Regions from separate parts of the Siniperca chuatsi genome. Here region 1 is linked to region 2. Evidence: chromatin contacts called from public Hi-C data. All regions are on one chromosome and are shown on one strand. Each heading gives the region's core, a stretch centred on a gene start, on an enhancer-like site or on the middle of the called end of the contact. The rest is flanking DNA. Distances are from core to core; before and after follow the strand shown.

Region 1 (6,980 bases), core at 3,163-5,662, 65 kb after region 2:
ACCGCAGTGACCCGGTCCGCTGCTGCGCGTCAAGCCCCAGCTCTGCCTCCTTCTTCTTGTCGGTGTCCAATTCCAACACCACCTTGTGTGAAACTAGTTAATTTGATGCATTGGCGCACACTAGAAGCCCTGTAGCTCACTTCCAAGCAGGGTTGGATAATCCTTAGGGATACTTAAGAGAATAAAACAAGACAACAAAAGCCTTAAGTGAGCGCCTATTTATGAAAATATAAGACGAGTATCTACTTGAAGGAAGGTTACATAAACGCTATCTATCCATTATCGCCGTCTGTGTATGTGTGGGTGCGGGAACACACAGTCGCATCGCTCGGTGTGTTGTCTCCGACTAGTCCCTCCTTGAATATCGGCTTCCACCCGGCGACTGGTGCTTTTTGTGTGTGTGTGAGAGAGAGGGAGGGAGTATATCCTACACACCCCAGATGAGTGTCCGTAGAGGGGGGGCAGTGTGTCTGCTTCTGTCCCCAAATCGGCGGAGCTCCAGACGAAACCTTATCCGGACTCGGGCTTCCTATCCCAGGCTGTGTCGGCGAGCCGCCCGAGCTCCCAGCATGCTTCCCAGCCGTAATGGCCGCTTCTATCCGAGGCTTTGAGGTCTCTGCCTCAGTGTGAATGTGTATGTTTCTCTCCCTCTCTCTCCCCCTCTTTTGCTCAGGTTTCTCGGCTCTTCCTGCAGTGGCTGTCTTCCATCCCTCTCTACCGGCCACGCCAGGAACCTCCGCCACAGGAATTTCAGGAGCCGGAGGGGAAGCGCTAGCTAGCTTACATGGCTGCCGGTGGAAAATGGAGCTGGAGCGCCCCCAGATGGTGGGCTCGGCTCGGTGACAGATAACCAGCAAGCCCCAGGACAAAATAGGCTATTAAAAGCACTGTCATCATGTTCTACTGTGTCAGACTTTAAACTAATTCACTACACCTGTGACTTGTTATGTACTTAAATTATCATTAACGGGTTATTTCCGTTGGTTTAAGGCGCCGAAATTGCGGCGGTTGAAATCCAGCGCTCACATTTAAAAGTGGAAAATCTTCATTCTTGGGGCAAAGAAGCCTAACTTTTGGTCTTTTTGATCAAAAGTTAGTCTTATTTGTATGAGGAAAACGTTTTCAGGCTACTATACGGCTATTTGTCAGAGAAACAGGTGCAGAGAAAGTTGAACGACGGGGAATACAACATGGCGGATATATAACGGCTACGTTTTTGATTTTTTTAAGGTAGAGGTGAAGGCAAAGATAATAAAAAATAAAATAAAGAATTGGTGGCTGTGACATACAGGTGATAAATGACTGGAAAACCTGACTAAATGAGGGGAGAAATATATCAGAAGTACAGATATCCATAATGGTGGATGACATTTATTTGGCATAGTTTGGGTCCACTTGTCCCCTCATAAGGAGGGGTTACTTCAAAGCAATACAGATTTATTCTGAGTGATCACTTTTAACCTATGATGAAGTTATGATAGGTACCTCCATTACAATTGGTTAACGGTTGTGGAATTAACAATGTAAATTGTCAAAAACAATGGCAAATCACTGAAGAGCAAGCAAATAACTTTTAACTAACTAGAAGGCTGGAAACATATAAACATCTGTTCAGTAAAGTTACCTTCTTACGCAAAGTGCAAACATAACAACAGACCAATACAATTCATATAATACAAAATATTAAGGTCTTTACTACTGGAATTTGGTCTGTATGTTGGGAAGTTTTGGTTGTGGATGAGCTGAATTAATGGAGCACACTGCCATCTAAAGGCTAACTGAATCTATACTACAGAGAACTGTGGCAAAATAATTCAAATCCAAGTGAAAGCCTTGTTAACAGGCCTATAAACCCACAGATGTTTAAAATACATTTTGCATTCTTGGATCCAAAATGAGTGCATCTAGAAGAAATGCAATCAAATGCGAAAACCATCCCACAGAACTCAGATACAAAGTAGGCAATATGTTCAGTTTACTGTGAAAAAATATGCACACTCCATGTGACCGGCGCTAAAAGAATAAACTTCCTGCTACGAGTCAAGTGAGCCTCTGTGTTTGACTCTAGCGATCTATTTGATTTGAGGTGAATCTGCTTACAAGTCTGTCCTGTCCCACTGGGTGAAACACAGCCGTCAGGGGATAATCTCAGCATGCCATCATCCTGAGGTCAAAGCCCATAAAGCAGCCTCATTGAAATGGTCTAGAGGCTGTGTCCTTTAATCCCATAGAGACACATGAAGATGACCTTAACGTGAAGCACAATGTCAGGCCCATGCAGCCTCTAGCAGAAATATTGTATATTTCTCTCACTGGGAAATAGAGACTATATAGTAGGAAGAGCAAGAAACGTCATGTATACACACACTCTTTTTTTGACAAGGGTTTGAAGCATATGTGTCTGTCAGGTTGAAATCAATATTGGATCGAAATACATATAAAAGATGCATGAATGGCTCCACAAGGCGGACAGCTTTCAAACCACTGCATTGACTCTGTTATCCTGTGTGTGTGGGCTGGTGTTTGACTCCAACACTTCCTGCTCTCTGGTCTATTTTAAAAAATATATTTTTACAAAATACAATCTAATGCAATCCAATACAACTATTCTGCCATAAAAGGCTACTTTTACGATGCCTATAATGTTCAATTTGTTTACACTGTCAAAAAGGTGTTTTAACATTGAGGTCATAGTTAGTGGTGGTGTTGTACTGGACTGCATTATATTTAGAGGTGTTTCTAATATTTTGCCACCCCTCATGTATGTAAATAGGGAAGACAAAACATTTGAAACACCTCTTAATATAATATAGTCCAGTACCAACACCACCATTAACTATGTCTTCAGTAATAAACATACAATTGAATTTCCACAATTCTGATAATGTCAACAAAAACTGAACATTATACACCTTGTAAAGGTAGAATTTATGGTAGAGCTGTTGTATTAAATTGCAATAGATTGTACAGGTGAACCTAATAAATTTACCACTGAGTGTATATCAATAAATAATCAAGGTTTTAAGGGGGAAAAACAGTGGGCACTAATTGCAGGATTATTCAACAGCAATCTTGTTTCCATTATCTTCCATTCAAAACTCTACGTATCCCACTGTTCTGTCACTCTTCTGACAGGTTTACTACTTTACCACATTATCGCAAAGATGTAAGGAAATCATGACAGCGGAGGCGTTACCATATAACGTTTCCAAGAGGACAAAGATAGGAAGCAACAGCCAAACATCATTTTACATGTTTGAGTTTCACTATCTTTCTTACCCCAGCCTTTAATCCATCTCTTTTTCTTTCTAATCGAACGTGCCAAAGTGAGCCTATGTGTGTGTATTAATGTGTGTTTGCATGCGTCTATAATGCTGATGGTCTTTCAAGTGTGTGGGCCACTGCTGCTCTAACAGATCTGGCATTAGGTATATATAATAATTTCCAGCATCCATGCACACACACACACACACACACAGCGTCCCGCTTCTAACAAGATAAAATAGAAGAAGGGTGTAAAGGGGAAAAGAAAAAGAAATGAAAGAACAAGTCAGCGATTAAACCAGCATGGACAGTAAATACTGTATTTATCATGTCATGGGTTCAAGCAAAGCAAACATTTATACTTCACAGCCTTTCCCCCCTCCCTCCCTTCCTGTTAGGATTGAATCACAACCTTAACACATCACCAAGAAGCTAGCAGCCTACTGTCCTCTACGCGGCAGAAATCTGGGGTTCACAGCACAAAACATAACCTTTCTCAAGATTACAGATGGGGGAACAAGCTACAGGTTGAAGGGAAAAGAAAACCTTCCAATATGTTTATCTTCTTCTGTAAAAAAAGAGATTTAACTGAATAATCTACTACTAAAGATATGTCTTAGATGCTTCCAGTCATTTAGCAAGTGGTCTCATGTGTTTACATTAATTATTACCATTAATTAAGCATCCAGATATTCGTTTCCCTCCTTTCTCTCTTCCTGTCTTGCATTATTTTTAATGTCCTCTTTGTGTCTCCTCACCCTGACTCACCGCTCATTACAGGACTCGCATATCACATCAGCCACACTCCAGTGGAAATACAAACAGACACCTTGGTGATCCAAATCTGGCACACACACACACACATACACACATTCACACTCACGTATATACACACAGTGTCCAATGACAATGCAATTAAGGGGTCCAAAGAGTTCATAACGAAAGCAAAACAGGCCAGCGGATGTGTTTTTTGTCCATCTGCAACCTCCTGACACACACACACACACACACACATACACACACAAGTCATACAAACAAGAGGGAGGTTGTTGTGACCGTGGTCTCAAGGTCTCAGTAACATTTCATTTCCAGTAAACTGCAGATCATGAATCAGTTGGAGAAAAACACCATTTACTCTATATGAACATGCATCATAAGATTACAGTCAAAGCAGATGTTTTTAACATCTTTTAACAGTTAACTGGTATAATGACAAACAAAGCAGGTGGTATCTACGTACAGAGCACGAGGGTCCCTCTAGAAAAAGGACACAACCTGTCAATGTGCGACAACCCCCGCCTAGTGGTGGTTAATGGAAATTACAGTAAACGCTGACTCAAACTTGGCCTGACTGGAACTAAAAATGTCTGTTCTTACCCTCACCACACCTCATGATGTGTATTAAAAGTAAATAAAATATTTACGTTGTGCGTGTACGTGTATTAATGTCGGCTGACAAGAACGCATACAATTGATTGAGTCCCCTCTGTCTCTGTCTGCCTCTATCTGTCACTCACACTGTTTTCTTTCTGCAGTGTGTCTCATCCTGTTTGTGTATACACATGCATGTATATGCGTGTGTGAGTGTGTGTTGTTGTGTGTCTGTGCTGTCATGCAGAGTCCAGCTGCACAATGAATGTGCTCTGTGAGCCAAAAGGACATACAGTCCTCAACACGTCAGCATGACCAACGCCTCAGCAGCAGATCTCCACTACGCTTTCTAACTTTTACATCCCATTTCTGACCCTCTTTGTTACTGTTACGTGCATGTTGTTGGGAGCATTGCCAATCTGCTAAACAGCCAAAAAGAAAGATATCTCTAACATCAAGCAATGTGATCTGATTATCCACGCCTGCATTTTTGTTTGAATTACAGCCTATTAAAGCTGCGCAATGCCCCAAATAACCAGGAATAAGCAGGAGATTGAATGAAATTATTAAAATGTGTGTGACTTGGATTAGTGCGTTATGTGGCTTATATGATTCTTAGGAAAGTCTGACCTTTGTGCCGTTGGTCTCAACTTACAGAAATGACTGCAAGCTCAGTCATGGATTCAAATGACAATGTAAAGATTTAAAACAGCCTCAGAATAATGCGCGTGTAAAATCCAGGGTTGATTCAGGAATGCAGATAATCAATATGACTTCCGCAATCCAATAAATCAACATGTAAACAAAGTCAGCTGTGTTTCAGCAAGGAGCATCAAACTGCAATTATGAGGAGGCTCATTAGATCTCTAAAGAATACAGTATGTTCAGTATGTGAACTATATCCTTTTTGCACATCTATAGCCTGAAACACGAGTATCAACTTGGGATAAACAGCGGATCAGTATTTTGGATTTTGATGCACTGACTTTATCTACTTTGGTTTATCTTTGAATTTATAAAAACAGTAAACACTAAATGTGATTTAGACTATATCTAATTATCTCTTACAAAAAAGTCACATGTGATAACCCATGTGATTCCAAAGCACACATAATTTTTTGGGATGTATTGGTTTTCACGTAGACACCTTAAATATTTTTTATTAAATTTTAAGGTTGAAATAACGTTCAATTATCTCTTTGCTATTTAAAATTAGGTTTTCACAAATATTCCTGTTTCATACATAAAAAAATAGCCACTTTACATCTTAAAGGGGCATACCACATACCTTGCATGTATTAAGAAGTCACAGGGAGTACGACACAGCTGTGAAAACAACAGGATGTCTTCTGTTGCTCTGAAGGAGTTTTGTCAAGTCTGAGAAAACTACTCAAGTGACATCGGAATCAGAATCAGAATCAGAAATACTTTATTGATCCCCGAGGGGAAACTCTTTTGTTATGGCAGCTCGCCTTTACGTCAGTGCACACAGGAATAGAAGTACTAGCAAAAAATATAATACACTATAATATAGATCTGAAAATAAATTAAGTACTAAGTGGGTGTAAGTATAAAATAAGTCACTCGGGTATCTGGGTTTAGGATTGGAGGATATAATGTTTTTACTAGAAAAGGCTGCATTCCTAACTGGGGTGTGGAGTTTGAAAGATGTGGACATTTACCAGACAGGAAAGGTCTAGGAAAAGACGTCACTGAGGTGCATTATGGGAAGTGGAGGATCCAGTGTTTTTGGAGCTTGACCCATATTAGGGATTAAAAATCAGGATATGTCAACCTCTGCTGCTTCAGTTTCGACCGTTCTTTTTTTTAAATTTGTCTCTCGCAAGTTCCCAAACGTCTGAACTCAGATGTAAGTTTTCACATGTCACTTCTTTGTACATCCTCAAAAGTTTTTAATTCTTTGTTGGTTGTTCTATTAACATAATAAACACAACTGATTTAAAACTGAAGACTTCTAGCTTAAATAACAAACCTCCCTTTGTTCTACTTTATCTTCTTCCCGCTCTTTTTTTTAACTTCCCTCAAAGTCTCTTTTTCTCTCTCTCCACATACTGTCTCTACCTCAGTTTTTCTCTCTTAGTGCTTTTCTTTCATGGTCTCTCATTCTGTCTTTCTCTTTTTGACTTCCAGGCAGTTCCTCGCTCTTTCTTCACATCACAAACGTTTCTTGATCTTTCTTCTTATCGTTCTTATCTTGTCCTTTTTAACTCCCTCTAGTTTTATGTGTCTGTTTTGATCTCTCTCACTCTCTCTCTTTCAGTCTCTTTCTCTTTCAACATCAGCTGCAGTTTTCCTCCATGGCAGTTTTTCACTTTGTTTTTCTT
Region 2 (6,978 bases), core at 2,582-5,081:
AAAAAAAAATTTATAATCTGAATGAAAAACTGTGACGGATAAAGAGGGAACGAAGAAAGAGAATAAAAAGCGAGAAGAGGCTAAAGAGGAAATTGAGCAACCACGTGTCTCTTGTTGTAAAGAGTGTGATGCTGCCACTGTGGGGCAGAAGAGACCAACATGTGTGTGTTGGGCTGCGTGAGTTAACACTCAAACCACTGACAGCAAGACATTTAGCACCCTAAAACCACCAATCTCTGACAGCAGCAACATCTTTTAGAAGCTACATCTTCTTTCTTTAATAACTGTTTTCTGATTTCTAATAAGTTTTCAATGAGTTTATAACTTTCTGGTTTCAGTTATATCTGTATTTCCTTCATAACAAAAATATTTCTAGAGTGTTTCACATCATTATCAAGTGTTTCATCACCCCTGAACACACAATACTCCTCTTTTGAGCTCACATTTTCAAATGTCACCTCGACATACTATACAACCACACACACATTACAGTCAACTCAGATAACCTGCACTGAATTCCTCAGAATTTAAGATATTTTGCTTTTTCTTTACACACTCAAACACACAAATAATTCACATGTAAAAGGACATTTAGTCAGTATATTTCTTCCTCCCACATTCACAGACCCTCACATGGTACACTGGCTTAATTAAACGCTGCCGTTGTGTGTGTAGGTGCCTCTGTGCATGTGTATATGTCAGCTTTCAGGGTCAAGAGGTCAGGGGTCCAATCTCGTACACCTGTGCATCCTCGCTCATAGCTCCTCTGGCAAGCCTCCTCCTCCTCCTCCTCCTCCTCCTCCTCTTCCTCCTCTCTCCTCGAGATGAGATGGAATTGAGACATCCTTCAAGATGAGATTGATTTCAGGGTCACGGACAGGAGGACGGAGGAGAGTTGAGACAAGCAGAGGAGCACAAAATAGAGAAATGAGAAGATACTACAGATGCAACCAAGATGTAACAAAGCCTGGGGATGATGTCAGACTACAGTATAAGCTCGACACAAGAGGGAGGAAAGAGAAGAAGAAAGATGGAGGGACAAGAAAAAAAAAAGATGAAAAAGAGAGCATGGGAATCATCAAGGGAGAAGGGGAGAGGGTGTTATTGTAAGGCTTGGTGTTGTATTGGCTGTTTGCGTTGGGAAATGAATGACCCTTTTCATTCAGATATCAGAGAGAGAAATCTCACACTCACACACCAAGAAAGAGAGAATGATAAAGACACACACACACACACACACACACACACACACACACACACACACACACACACAGCCTTTTGTGACTGATGTGTTGTGTAGTCTCAGCACTGTCTCTGCTTTCACTATATTAGCATAATATAATTCATCCCATGCTTACCATCAAAGTACAGACATTTAGCCTCACTGACCAGAGGAGGAAATTAAATTATTTTGCATATGTCTTGTCTAGATGATGCTTCTATTAGCTTGCATTTATCTCTCTTGCGTGTTTAATGCAGCAGCGTGTCATGTCTCCCCGTCTCTCCCTCCCCCAGTACAGCACAATTCTCCCAGTCAGCATCCTTCACAAAGATAGCCAGGATGCCGGCAAGGTCACCCTGTCACACAAAGAAGTACGCAAACACACACACACACAGAAATATACTGTACTTTTTGTGCACAGAACTGCTGCCCTGTGCCTTTGCATGATATTACTGTAACACATAAATTTCTCTCCTCAGACTCAGAGCAATGAGTGCAGGCAGAGCCAGAAAACTGTATCAGCATATGGATATACACAGCAGGCTGACCACAGAAAAGAACAATGTTTACACAAGCTGCTGTGTAGTACAGTATTGAACTGGCCGCAATATGTTGTTTTTTTAAAAACAATTTTTTCTTCTAAACGATATAAAAGGATGTCTAGCACCTGTCTCTGACCCTTATGAGGGACATGAGGCGCGCTGATGGTGGCGGGAACCTTTTTTTTTGATACTATTAACCTCTGTGTCCATACTGCACATATTTATAAACCTTTTCAAATTAGGGCTGTGTATCAATCTTAACAGGTTAAAAGAAAACTGTCAAGTACTGAAAGCTGGTACTGAATGCTTGGTCAGATTCTTAGTTTAGTTTACTTTTACTTCTCTGACGAGATATTTCCTGATTTAAATCATAATTTTGCTGATTTTAGTGTTTTGTTCAGGCAATAGCTCATATTGGCTACTTTGTGCTGAGACAAAATTAAACACTGATTCTTATTTTGTTTAACAGAAAAAAGGGTTTGGTATTGGCACTGAAACTCAGGTGTCGTGCCCATACCCAAACCTATTTAACATGAGACGTTACGCAGAATTCCTGCTGTGTAAGGAACATGCCAACTGCAGGAGGAGTCAGGAAAAAATATGTTGATGGAAGGCAGAAGGATGAGGAAAAGGATGGTCACAGAGTGATGAATCCTCTAACCTTGGACTTTTGTCTATGTAGCTACAACAAAAATTTTGACTTTCCATCTCCTCCTCTCTCCATCCCTGCAGTTCCTCTGACCAAGCCCCATCTGCCAGACTGAACTCAATCACCTCTGCATTTAATACTAGCTTCTACCTGTGCAAGCCTCTTCTAATAACTGTAACTATCAATCTTTTTTGCATCATAACAAAGAAACTGACAAAGCTGTGATAGATTTGTGTTGAGAATAAGGTATCAGATAAAATAATATAAAATATTCTTCTTAACAAACCTAATGCCTCAGGAATCGTTGTTTCCTGCCATTATGAAATTACCATACATGATATTACAGTGTTAGTCTTCTGAACAGATACAGTCCTGGTTCTGAATCGGGTAGTGAGATGAGTTGCTGTAATGCTGTAACGCAGTGCTTTTGTATGTGAATAAAACAGCTATTCTGAGACTCCAGTGACCACGCAGCTGCATGTGGTGTGTGACCGTGACACATCACCACCGCCTGCTAGCCTCCCACACTGTTTCCCGGCAGCTGCGTGACCTCTGACCTCTCCATTGGTGAAATGCAGCAGAAACACTTCCTGTCTGGAAAATGAACCGGCCGCCAGCGTCCTGACCTGCCTTCCTGTGGCTGAACCATTTAGACAAGGTTTCAGACATAACACTACACGTACAGGGAAGAAGGTGGATGTAGATGAGAGGGAGCAAATACTTGTACATGTTTTGATCAAATATTTCCATCAGCAGTACGCTCAGTACAGTGAAGCACCTGGCTGTCTAGTGCTCATCCATTGAACTACACACTGTGAAATGTTTTATGGGATCTTGAAACAGAGTGATGGAGTTGTAATTCTGTTTGCAGTAAAATGATAAATAGTTGATATATAGTCTGCAGGGAAAGTTGGAGCCACTTTGAAATGCATCCAAACTTTGAGACTAACTCAGAGACACACAGCTCCCCTGCATTCTGCCGTTAGGGGGCAGACTGGGTCCAGTTACAGAGAAGCAAATTCAGTTCGCCTCCAGTGTTGCAGCATTGATTTTTAAACAGCTTTAAACTCCCAAAGAAGGTTTCGTCTCACACTTGGATCCAGGTCCAGTACTCTTTTATTCATTTATTTTTCTCTGGACTATTATGTTAAGTAACCATTCAGGAGGAAGACAACATAGGGGAAATATGGTCAAATAATTCCCAGCAGGGAAACTTAAACAACCCAAACTGTTGTTTAATGTTCAGTACAAGATGAGCACAGTTAGTAAAACATTTACACACACACACAGTTTATCTCTATCTAGACGAATGGATTTGGCATCGCTGGGTCAAACACGCATAAGCAATCAACCTCAGACTGTTAGTTATTCAGGCATAGCTAATCACACAGCGAGGAGTTGGACATCATGATGACTGGACCTGATCGAGGCTTCACTGACAATCCAGTTAGCTGAACAGGAGAAATTACATCAGACAACTATGGGTCTTTTAAATTAAAACATTTATAAAAAGGGTTTTAAAAACAAAGAAAGAAAAGAAAGATGTATTCCATTGCCAATAAGCAGACTATTGATATATATTTACACATCTACAGTATATCTGTCTCCCTCTCTATCTAGCCTTCCTTCTATCTACCTATATATACACATATATGACTCTATGCTATGAGCTGTCCAATAAAAAAGGTACAACATGACAAACTAAACAATAAAAAAAAAGAAATGTTATTATATATATTTCAAATATATATCATGTTTTTGTTAAAAAGTTAAGCTGTTCCCCAGCATGTTGGCAATAGATAGCCAGTGGTAAGTGGGTAACTTCTTTATCTAGTTTGGCAGACAACACCATGTCCACTCTGCTACCTACTGTGGTCTCTTTCAGTGCGGGATGAACACATCAAAGGCTTCCAGTGCTGTTACTGCTGACAGTTAAGTAAGTTATGTTTTGACGGGAGAACTAAGCGGATCGCTACACCCGTTCCAGAGAGCAGACAGGAACGGAGCCAGGAGTCATCAGACAGACAGGGACACAGACAGACCGCGATGCCCCGAAACACAGGGGTGCCAGCAAATGACTTAGGAGATGTCAGTGCAAGTGATGAAAAGTGGGAAGTTGACCCATCTGGAGACAGACTTGAGGTCAGCTTAGAGCTAAAGTTTCCCAGCCACTGCTTCAACTAGTAGCTCAAGAAGAGATAACATTTATCTTGTAAAAGCTTCCTTCCTCAACAGCTCTACTGTAATCTGTGTTACAGTTAAACACAGGTACACTTTGTGAAAACCAGTCACATTTACATTCCTTCTCACTCAGCAAACAGAGATTTAATAACACAAAAGCATGCAACACTATTTTCTAGTTAGCCGTGTTTCAGGAAATTAAAGTGGGTGAGAGAAATGAGAGATATGAGGAAAAACTCTTCAGGCTAGTACATTTAAACTTTGGGAGTCAAACTGGGACACAGGCCCTGATGCGGAGTCCAAAAATGTCAAGAGAGCAACTGTTTCTGGAAGCCTGAATTGCTCCATAGCAAAATTAAATTACTTGGCTGAGAAAACAGGAAAAGTTTCTGAGCCTACACACCCAAGAATACAGAATGTGTATTCTGTGAAACACACACACAGCAGTGGCAAAGCTTTTGTTTTCAGGAAACAAAGCCCAATTACCCCTGTCCTTTCTCTCACCCTGCATAATAAAAAGAAAAGAACAGAGACTTGAACAGTTAACTTCTATGCTCTATTCCCTCAGGGCCACACTGACACACACCAAAGATTATTTTAGCAGATGACATTTGATATCAAGAAGATGTCTGCCGTATAATATAAGCTATAACAGCAAAAAATAGCCGTAACTACCCACAAATGCTTTGGGTGCTACATGTGTAAAAGGAGTAAACAGTAACTTTAATGAAGAAAAACATTCTTATTCATAAAAAAATGTGAGTGAGCAAAAAAAAAAAAAAAACAATAGTAGCCCTGCATGAAAAACACAGACCCCTTATTCATTTAAATGGACCACTCTGCCTCCAGCAAAAAGGTTAAACCTGGCTCAACTCTGGCCAAAATGCAACATCATCATCACCTGGCAAGGCGCTGCATTGCATGTATTTCTTTTGTTTACCTCACGATTGTCTTGATGGAAAAAAAAAAAATAGATTGCTGCTGTGATAACTTTCCGAAGCTATAAAATCTTTCCTCACAGTATTATAAACCGCTGTGAAGGGTTTTGGCAATAAACCACCAGTACCTGAAGCAAAAGGCCCCCACCAACGCAGACCCTTGCATTCTTTTAAAGCAGGGCTGTTTTTGGTCCGAACACCCACTAAACTATCTTATCATACAAGATGAAATTATTCTCAAGTTCATAATTAATGAAATAATGATTATCAGAAAGAAAGACATATAGACTGGCAAAGAACACAATTTGACCTTGTTTTATTCAATGACATTTATTAAATTCAAATGTTTTTTGATCTCCTTCACTTTGGTTAAGGAAAGAATTAAGTCATGTGACTAATACTTCTTAAGGTAAGGTTAGGAGCAATATCGCCTCCATGGTTAAAGGAAACAAACACTGACGGTTGATGGGACACGGAACGCAAACCGCAAAGTCACTGGCTTTCCATACATCCACCCCAACCACCACCATGTTGTAGATGTTCTGGTTTGGACATAAAATATACATTGTCATAGCTAATTTCTTACATGATGGACGATGGAGTTTGTTTTTGTTTTTAATGCAGCACACAGAGGCTGGCTAGAAGCAGGAAGCCAACATGACCTCTGTGACCTGACTCTGCTGCTCCCTCATTCTCAGCCATCAGGCTCAGGAGCAGCATGAAAACAGTGATGTTGACCTCTAGAGCATTAACTGCTCAGTCAGAGCCCTCCTCAGGGTAAAGAGCAAGGATCATGTTGGTGTGTGTGCGTGTGTGTGTTGACACCAGTGTGAGCAACTCACCTAGGTAATCTTATCACACAGTTTGTAGACACACTTTTCAAGTAGTCACCCTGAAATCGCTGCTTAACTTTGGTCCTTCATATGTATGGAAAAAAAACAACAAACACACACACAAATGCTTCCCTTCAGAGAAACTGGAAGGAGTAAGGAGGAAGAAGGGTGTAAGAGCTGTCACACAGGATGGCACAGAAAAGCCCTGCATGGATGGACGGTGGGAAAGGAGGGAGGGGACAGTCTTAGAAAGAGGGAAGGAGAAAGAGCGATAGATTTATGACCCCGTGAGAAAAGAGAAGCTTCATCCAACTCTTTTGGTTTTAGGGCCTTAGTTAATCACAGGTTAATGAGCAGGAGAGGGAAGGACACAGAGAGCTAGAGAAAGAGAATGGGATAGAAACAAAAAAAGGCTGGAGGATAAATGAGTGGAAAGAAGAAAAATGGTATTTTAATTTAGATAAATTGACAAGCAACCAGAAAATGCTAAGAGAAAAAAAAAGGAGTCTTTATCTCGTGAATGCATGGCATAAAGAGGGTGAGATAAGGACAGATAAAAGATCAAAGTCCAAGAGAAACAAAAACATGAGATAAATAGGAGACAGACTGAAGA

What was found. A called contact is a pair of places that touch in the nucleus more often than the background predicts.
Region 1: a Hi-C map of liver shows a contact between it and region 2, with 2.8 times the contacts expected there. The contact joins two enhancer-like sites. A contact is called at or near these places in 2 of 3 Hi-C or Micro-C datasets (liver and skeletal muscle).

Annotation. Positions count from the first base shown.
Region 1 is chrLG17:6,316,554-6,323,533 of ASM2008510v1, forward strand. The region is part of intron 2 of macf1a (microtubule-actin cross-linking factor 1); the gene reads right to left. Among protein-coding and RNA genes, the nearest start is that of macf1a, 20 kb to the right of the region's middle. Within about 2 kb of position 4,413, the one cell type or tissue checked has an H3K27ac peak away from gene starts, as active enhancers do. A contact at or near this core is called in liver, where this site is marked.
Region 2 is chrLG17:6,252,045-6,259,022 of ASM2008510v1, forward strand. The region is part of intron 2 of macf1a (microtubule-actin cross-linking factor 1); the gene reads right to left. Among protein-coding and RNA genes, the nearest start is that of macf1a, 85 kb to the right of the region's middle. Within about 2 kb of position 3,832, the one cell type or tissue checked has an H3K27ac peak away from gene starts, as active enhancers do. A contact at or near this core is called in liver, where this site is marked.